Regions from separate parts of the Mus musculus genome. Here region 2 is linked to region 1. The links are chromatin contacts, called in public HiChIP or PLAC-seq maps. All regions are on one chromosome and are shown on one strand. Each heading gives the region's core, a stretch centred on a gene start, on an enhancer-like site or on the middle of the called end of the contact. The rest is flanking DNA. Distances are from core to core; before and after follow the strand shown. Region 1 has its middle 28 kb from the start of Zbtb9. Region 2 overlaps Nudt3 (nudix (nucleotide diphosphate linked moiety X)-type motif 3).

Evidence for each region. HiChIP or PLAC-seq counts read pairs in DNA pulled down with a chosen protein or histone mark.
Region 2: a contact with region 1 is called in an H3K4me3 HiChIP or PLAC-seq map of bone marrow-derived macrophages, with 6 times the contacts expected there. The contact joins two enhancer-like sites. A contact is called at or near these places in 1 of 115 datasets of contacts at active chromatin or transcription factors (bone marrow-derived macrophages) and 1 of 9 other capture datasets (embryonic stem cells).

The regions. Positions count from the first base shown.
Region 1 is chr17:26,998,701-27,002,976 of GRCm38.p6, reverse strand. No RefSeq gene overlaps it. Among named protein-coding and RNA genes, the nearest start is that of Zbtb9, 28 kb to the right of the region's middle. Within about 2 kb of position 2,851, at least 40 of the 459 cell types and tissues checked have an H3K27ac peak or open chromatin away from gene starts, as enhancers often do. A contact at or near this core is called in bone marrow-derived macrophages, where this site is marked.
Region 2 is chr17:27,606,843-27,611,207 of GRCm38.p6, reverse strand. All of the region lies in intron 1 of Nudt3 (nudix (nucleotide diphosphate linked moiety X)-type motif 3), which reads left to right. Among named protein-coding and RNA genes, the nearest start is that of Nudt3, 14 kb to the left of the region's middle. Within about 2 kb of position 1,412, at least 33 of the 459 cell types and tissues checked have an H3K27ac peak or open chromatin away from gene starts, as enhancers often do. A contact at or near this core is called in bone marrow-derived macrophages, where this site is marked.

The DNA of each region.
Region 1 (4,276 bases), core at 1,602-4,101:
TTCTAAACCCCTGCTGTGTTGGCTTCCAACCTGAGGAGAGTTTCCAGAGAGCAGGCCTACAGCTGGTGGTTGGAATCTTCAGAGTGGCAGGGTGGGCGATCTTAACCAGGGTCTCTGGAAGGTCCAGGTGAGATGTCTAATGCTTAGAAGTCAAAATCAATAGAAATATCCAGCCCTGTGAGGCAGGGTAACAGCAGTGTGGGGCCAGCAAGGCAGAGGGAGCCAAGTGTCCCAAGAAGTACAACAACCTTGCTACCTCAGAGAATATTCCGGAAGGGCTCTGATTTGTCAAGGTACTGTGTCCACTCCTTAGAGCCAAATGTCTTTAAACAACACATATATATATACTTAAACATCAAGATGCCAGCTCCCCCCCCCCCCGCCCCACCATGTGTGTATGTATCCTATGACAGCCATCACTAGACATTGGCCTAAGATAACCTAGGATTATTTATTTTCAGAGTCCTCACATCTACAAACATCCCTTTTCTAGATCCGGTCACCTTACGGGACCCAGGACTAGGGAGTGGACTTATATCTCTGGTGGGAAAGATATCATTCAACATACCCAGATCAGATGAGTACAAGGGGCTTTGCAGAGAATAGCTGGTCAGGGTGGGAACAGAGAGCAAGCACGCCTAACCATAAGAGGATGGGTGACTGGGGATTGAAAGCCAGGACCCTCCTGTGTGCTTCCTCTCCATTCCCAATCGACACATCCGCTCCAGGAGGGAGGAAGGAGTCTTGTAAGGCTTGACAATAGAGGCCGGAGAGATGGCTTAGCAGTAGGAGCACATGCTGGTCTCTCAAAGGACCAGAATTTGGTTACCAGTCCCTTTCGGACAGCTCGTCTCCTTTAACTCCAGAGCCAGAGGAATCCAGCGCCCTCTTCTGGCCACCAAGGATACTGCATTTACAGATGCCAGTCCATATAACTGAAAATATAAATCTCTAAAGAAGGGGACCTGTCCAAGAGACAGACATGAGCAGTAAGCACTTCCTGGGTGCAGTTTTCATGAGTCTTTGCAGTGCTGGGGCCTTCTTCTCAGAGAGTTGGCAGCTCAGTTGTCTCCTTTCCTACTCTCAGAGAGCTCACCGGCTCAGCACTCAGCCTTGGGTTGGAATTCCTCCTTGGTGATAAGTTGGTCGACCACCTTGGGCAAGCAGATGTTTGTTCATGTCTTCCCAGGAAGATCTGTGCAACGGGAACCCATCAACTCGGCTCAGGCCACACTTGTTCCCTCCTGGGCAGGAGGGAGGGACCTGTATCACGTGACTCTAATTACGTGGCTTTGGTTTCTGCCTTTCTGAAATCCACCATTTCAACAGGTAATTTCTTCAAGGTCTCTAGGTCTTCCCCACCACTTTGCAGACAAGGTTTCTTTGTGTAGCCCTGGCTGTGCTGGAACTCTCTCTGTGTAGACCAGGCTGACCAACAATATATCTGAATAGTCTCAGCCTCTGGAGTGCTGGGATTAAAGGTGTGCGCCAACACACCCAGCTGTCTCTAGGCTTTTAGTGGCCAAAGGAGTTGACCGGCAGGAGTTGGAACAGCAGTGCCAAGGGCAATGGTCAAGAGTCAGAGAGAGCAGCCTGGATTGGCCAGGCCTAGGAGGTTGCCTGCAGGTGGTGACACCCTTTCCTGTTGTCTGTTCCTGAAGGGGGCGCTGTAGACTTACAGAGATGGAATTGCTTCCCGTCTGTGGCTGCACTGGGCTAGGTGTACACTCATTGTTGTCTTCCCTGGGTAGCCGAACCCACCTTGGAGCGAAAGACACAGGCCTTGTTGAATGCAGGGTGTCTGTGCGGTCCATCCTGCAATTTTACACTTAGAGACACAGATGTGTGGTGTGCTTTGGGGAATGGTGGGTTGAGGCCACCTCAGGCTAAAGAAGAAAGGTCTTGGGAAGAGGACTTCAGCCAGAGTTGGCCAGGTTTCCATTTGCAGTTCTATTTGAAACCAAGGTTGGGGGCACAGGGGAAGACAGGGCACGCGGGAGGAGAGGCTGCCTTTCCAGGCTGGCTTGAAAGCTACACACAGCTTTTTGTTTTGTTTTCTGAGACAGGGTGGCTACCCTAGAACAGGCCACGTGTACTGGGCTAGCATCGAACTTGTAGCACTCCTGTTTCTGACCGCTCGGATTACAGTTGTGTGCGCCGTCACACCCAGCCTTACCAGTGGCCTATAACATCCCAACTCTCGTATGAATGAGTGAGGATGGAGTGAGCCATTTCTGCTGGTCTTTGTGTGGCTACCCCAGCATATATGTGGTCCATTTGCCCCTTCTCTGGGTCAGGCTGATCTTGAAATCCAGAGTGCGGGGAGAAAGGAAAGGGATGGAAGCCCTCCACTGTCTCAGGAGAGCAGGAGAGGTTGAAGCATGGGGGCAGGGGAAATGGAGGTAGAGAGTCTTACTTAAAAATAAAGCCTTCATAAGACCCTCCTCTTAAGCAAAGGCTGGGGGAGGGGGGATCCTCAACAGTCAAGTGTGGGCAGGATGGCACAGCACTGCCTTCCAAATTGCCAGGAATAAGGCAGCAAGCCCGGAGGGGGGAGGTTTATGAGCCTTGAAACCCCGTGAGAGGTGAGAGAGAACACCATAATATCCAGAATTGCTAGAAAGCCACAGACTCCTCCTCTGAAGTGCCAAAAATAGTAAGTAGAAAGTGAAATTAATAGCGCCGGGAACAACAGGGAGAATGGGGCCCGCGAGCACGCGCATGCGCGGATCTGTAGAGGTAGACAGTCACATTCCCTTGGAATGCCTCAGGAGCCAGGTGCTGAGCAGGGTGAGTTGAGCTTGCCATTTCCGCTCATCCCCGTCACAACCCGAGGAGGTGGGTCCTGCCTGCTGTCTTGTCTTCACAGTCAGGAAGTTCTCGGAGTCACTCATGAACAGGGGTAAGGGAGAAGAATGCACAAATGCTGCTGGTGAAGATGGCTTGTCATAAAGCCTGACAGACTGAGTTTGGTCCTCTGGATCCATGGGGTGGAAGGAGAGAACCGACTCCTGAGAGATGTCCTCTGACCTGTACAGACGCTCTGTCTCATGAACACGCACACACAGAGACAGAGAGATGATAAAAAATGTAGTAAGAGCCTGTTGTGGTGGCACACGCTGGTAGGATTTGCTGAAGGAGGCAGAGGGAGGAGGATCATGAGTTCAAGGCTAGCCTGGGTTACACATTTGGGCTGGAGAGATGGCTCAATGGCTAAGAGCACTGGCTGCCCTTCCAGAGGTCCTGAGTTCAAATCCTAGCAACCACATGGTAGCTTATAGCCATCTGTAATGGGACCCAATGCCCTCTTCTGGTGTGTCTGAAGATAGCAACAGTGTACTCACAGACATGAAATTAATTTTTTTTAATGTAGTAAAAATTAAAAGAGAGGGGCTGAAGAGATGGCTCAGTGGCTAAGAGCCGCTACTGCTTTCCTGGAGTGCTCAAATCTGCTTCCTAGCACCCCTGGGTGGCTCACGAGTCCCTGTCACTCTAGCTTTAGGGATCAAACACCCTCCTCTGGTCTCCTCACACACATGTACACACATGTGCATGCACATGTTCTTTTTTCTTTAACCAAATGAGAGAAGGGATTTGATTGTTTCCCGCTACCCACACAGCTCCTGACTCTGTGCCCACTCACCCACCGGAGTCCTTCCGATCAATCTTAAGTCATTCACCTGCTTGTGCCCGTGCTGTAACAAGCTAAACGCAGAGGGGACCCTCTGCTTCAGCACCCAAGTGCTGAGGTGACAGGCATGCACTTGCTCCCATTCTAGCCTTACCTTTCCAAGCTGCGGACTTAGTTATTTCATGTCTGTGCGTACACTGTCACTGTCTTCAGACACACCAGAAGAGGGCATCAGATCCCATTACAGATGGTTGTGATCCACCATGTGGTTGCTGGGAATTGAACTCAGGACCTCTGGAAAAGCAGCCAGTGCTCTTAACCACTTGGACATCTCTCCAGCCCTTCCCTGGATTTTTTTTATTTATTTATTTATTTATTTATTTATTTATTTATTATTTGTTTGTTTGTTTGTTTTTTCGAGACAGGGTTTCTCTGTATAGCCCTGGCTGTCCTGGAACTCATTCTGTAGACCAGGCTGGCCTCGAACTCAGAAATCTGCCTGCCTCTGCCTCCCGAGTGTTGGGATTAAAGGTGTGCACCACCACTGCCCGGCTCCCCTGGACTTTTTTACCCAAGTTCTTACTGTGTCACCCAGGCTGACCTGGAACTCAAATTCTTTTCCCCTTAGCCTCTTGTTACCAAAGG
Region 2 (4,365 bases), core at 163-2,662, 610 kb before region 1:
TTTTGGAGAGGGAGGTCTGAGGTTAGACAATCTTTAAATCTGTCAGGCTGGAGGTAATGTTATCTGTGACCTGTCCCATCCACTCCGTGACAGGAAACAAACCCAGAAGGCTCTCTCTGTCTATGGTGCTGTTTCTGGTAAGATAATGCGCATATGCATTTTCTTTGGGTAAATCTGCAAAGGAGCCGAAAAGTAAAATGAAAAAGGCTTGAACAGAAATATATTTCTAAGGTAGACTCTACGCCAGTGTTAACCACAGCGCAGTGGCTGAGAGACAGCAGCCCCAGCCACACAAGTGCAGCGTGCAGGGCTCTGGCAGCAGAAGCTTGCACTGATGGCGTATCCTAGCAGCAGCAGCGTGTGGATGCTGTGGGCAGAAGCTGTTGGGCATTTGTCAGAAACAGCTATTTTGGGCAAGTCTCTAAATAGAGTTGCAGCCCACTTTACTCTCAGTTTTCCCATTATAGACATGCTTCATGTTTGTAACAGCAAGTTAGTTTAATTAACATTTTTATTTTATGTGTATGGCTATTTTGCTTACATCTGTGTCCTCTATTTGAGCCTGGTGCCCTGGAAGGTCAGAGGGTGACACATCCCTTGGAACCATAGTTGTAAACAGCTGTGAGCCACAGGGTAGGGACTGGGAATCAAACCCAGGTCCTTTGCAAGAGCAGCCAGGGCTCTAACTGCTGAGCTGTCTCTGACCCCATTTTTATTTCTGAGACATGGTAAGACTATGCAGCTCTCACTGGCCCAGAACTCATTATGTACACCAGAATGGCCTTGAACTTAGAGATCCTCCTGCCTCATTGGAAGTACTGGCTCAGAAAATATCCTCGTATGAGTCCACCACATGTGACTTACTTGAGCTCTGAAATGTCTCCTGTGTGTGGCTTGTCTTCTGTGGCACTGCATGGTGCTCTGTTCCATCAGGCAGTCTCTAGATAATGTCCTCCAGTGTGTAGGAAGATATCCCTTCCTCAGTCGGTAGGCAGTTTTACGATGTGAACGGTTTATATGTGTTTTAATGGGGCCTCAGAACCTATCATAATGGTTCTTTTCTAGTCTGAATTCTGTACCTGCTTTTATTGGCTTTGTGCTCTTTAAGCAGGTGGAGAATGATTTACAGGGCTAGAGAGATGGCTCAGAAGGTAAGAGAATTGGCTGCTTTTTCAGAGGATCTGGGTTCAATTCCCAGCTCCTACAGGCTCACAGCTGTCCATAACTCATGCCCTCTTCTGGCCTCCAAGAGCGCCAGGCACACGTGTAATATACAGACCTATGTGTAGGAAGATTTTATATATAAAATGTTAAAAATAATCTGATTTCCCTGTTCTCTGTGGTTTGCTCTCTGCTTTTCCTGTTCTCTGGAGTTTGCTGTGCTGACTTAGTTCTGTAATCCCAGAGCCCAAGAGCCTGAGTCAGAAGCCCCGCAGTGACTGCAAGCTGCTCTGAGTCGCAGTGAGCTCCAGCCTGTTCTGCAGAGTGAGGTGCTGCCTCTTAATAAAAGAATAGGTGAAAATTTTAAACGAATAGTTCAACATTTCTCTCTGCTGTCAGTAACGTCTTTACATCACACAATTCGGTAGTGTTGCTAATCACAATAATTACTGTTTTTCCCATCTCACAAAGTGTGCATTTGTAAAATTTTATGTGACATTTAACAAATTATCTTTGAAAATTACTGTTCTTTTGGGCTGGAAATGGAGCTCAGTCAGTAAAATGCTTGCCTCTCATACACAGAGCCCTGGGCCGGGTCTCAGCACCTTGTAAAGACATAGGGCCTAGTGCACATCTGTAACTCACACCTGTAGTTCACACCCGTAGTTCACACCTGGGGCGTGGAGCAGGAGGGTCCAGAATCCAGGGTTCTCAGCTACAACAGTGAGTTTAAAAGCTAGCTTGAGCTACTTGACTTGAGACACTGTCTCAAAACCATAAGGTTACCATTCCATTTACCATGTTTTAGACAAGGTGGGTCTGTACCTCTAATCCTCATACTTGGGACACTGAGGCAGCAGGGTCGTGAGTTCAAGGCCACATGGGTATGGGGGTTTGAAAAGGAACGGCCCCCCATAGACTCATGTGTTTGAATGCCTAGCCCATAGGGATTGGCACTTACTAGGAAGTGTGGCCTTGTTGGAGGAAGTATGTTATTGTGTGGGCGGGCTTTCAAGTCCTGTATGCTCAAGCTATGCCCAGTGTGTCAGCCTCCTCCTGCTGCCTGTGGGTTGTGATGTAGAACTCTCAGCTCCTCCAGCACATTGTCTCCTGCGTGCTGCCATGCTCCTGCCATGAACCTCTGAACCTGCAAGCCAGCCCCAACTACAACTAAATTTGTTCTCTTTTTTTTTTTTTTTTGGTTTTTCGAGACAGGGTTTCTCTGTGTAGCCCTGGATGTCCTGGAACTCACTTTGTAGACCAGGCTAGCCTCGAACTCAGAAATCTGCCTGCCTCTGCCTCTGGAGTGCTGGAATTAAAGGTGTGCACCACCACGCCCGGCTCTTATTTTTTAATATTTAAGCGTCCATCCAGAGGTGTAGGATCCCCTGGAGTTATGAGCTGTCAGTATGGAGCTGGAGTCCTTGAAATCGCAGACACTGCTCTCCGGTTGACGCTCTTTTTCACAGAGAACCTCCCAGGTTTCCTTGTGGTTGAGACTGGTCATATGACTCAGGACATCTCCCCTGTTCTGTCCTCAGTGTTGAGTCCTGGAGGGAGTGTCTGCAGCCACAGCAACAACCCTGTGTGGTCAGGCCGTGGACCATCTGTGATTTCTGCAGCCATCTCTGCACTGTGGAAGGGAGCTCCTCTGGTAGAGCTGACAGCAGCAGCTTCCCCGAGAGGGCTCAGTGACTCCCTCCCCGAATGGCCATCCTCGGGGTGTCCTTCCTCCCCGTGCACTTTGTGTACAGGCAGGCTCTCTTGCTGAGCATGCCCACACCAGGCTTCCTGGCCGACCAGTTTCCGGGATTCTCCTGCTTAGGCCTCATCTTACTGTACACCTGGTGGGTTACAGATGCCCGCTACTAAGACTTGTTGGTTTTATGTGTGACTGCTCTAGCTGCATGTAGAGGCGTCGGATCCCATTACAGATGGTTGTGAGCCACCTGTGGTTGCTGGGATTTGAACTCAGGACCTCTGGAAGAGCAGTCAGTGCTCCCAATCGCTGAGCCATCTCTCCAGCCCCCATGTAACTTTTTAAATGTGGGTTCTTGGATTCCAAATTGTGTGGTACATAGTTTATTCACTAAGCCATCTCTCTAGCCTACTTTTTTGGGGGAAAAAAAAACAACAACAGCACAAGGTCTCTCCTGGCCTGGAATTCTCCAATGAGACAAGACTGGATAGTCTGGGAGCCCTAGCTATCTCCTCAGTTCTGCAATTACAAACACTGACTACTGTATAGTTTTAATTTTTAATTTTTTAAGACTTAGTGTTTTGCCTGCAGATATATCTGTGCACCACGTGCATACCAGGTGCCTTTGAAGGCCAGAAAACGGCGTTGGATCCCCTAGAAGTGGAGTTACAGACATTAGTTGTCAGCTGTCATGTGGGTGCTCTTCACTGCTGAGCTGTCTCTCCAGCCTAGCCGTGCTTTTTCTCCCCTTTTCCTTTTCTGTTTTTCTTTTTCGTGTGTGTGTGTGTGTGAGAGAGAGAGAGAACGCTTAAATTCAGGTCTTCAGGCTTACTTGGCAAGGTCTGCATCCAGTTAAGCCATTTTCCAGCCCAATATAGATATATTAGCATATTAAGATTTCTTTTGGAAGTCTTAGACAGTCATAGATTATTCAACAACTTTTTGTTTTGTTTTGAGATAGCCCTGGCTATCCTGGGCTTCTTTGTAGTCCATGCTGGTCTAGAACTCACAGAGCTACTTCTGCCTCCCGAGTGCTAGGATTAAAGGCCTGCGTGCCCTACTGCACCAGGCAGTAAGATTTTTTTAAGCATTGGCTTCTTTTTTTTTTTTTTTTTTTTTTTTTGGTTTTTTGAGACAGGGTTTCTCTGTGTAGCCCTGGCTGTCCTGAAACTCACTCTGTAGACCAGGCCAGCCTCGAACTCAGAAATCTGCCTGCCTCTGCCTCTTGAGTGCTGGGATTAAAGGCTTGCGCCACTAAGCAGTGGCTTCTTGTTGGGCCCTTTTGAACAAAACCAAGGCCTCTGCTTGCAGATAACCGAGCTCAGAAACACTGTCACAGACTGGGTGGCTTTGTTTAGAAAAAGGCCAGAACATGAGCAGTATTTAATAGATGCGCTTATAGGCCTGTTGCAGGGTATGGTAATTAGACGAACTGCCCTTGTCTGTGTGGCCTGGGCAGGAAAGCAGCAGCTGGATTCTGAGGGACTCTGTGAGCTGCAGAGCGG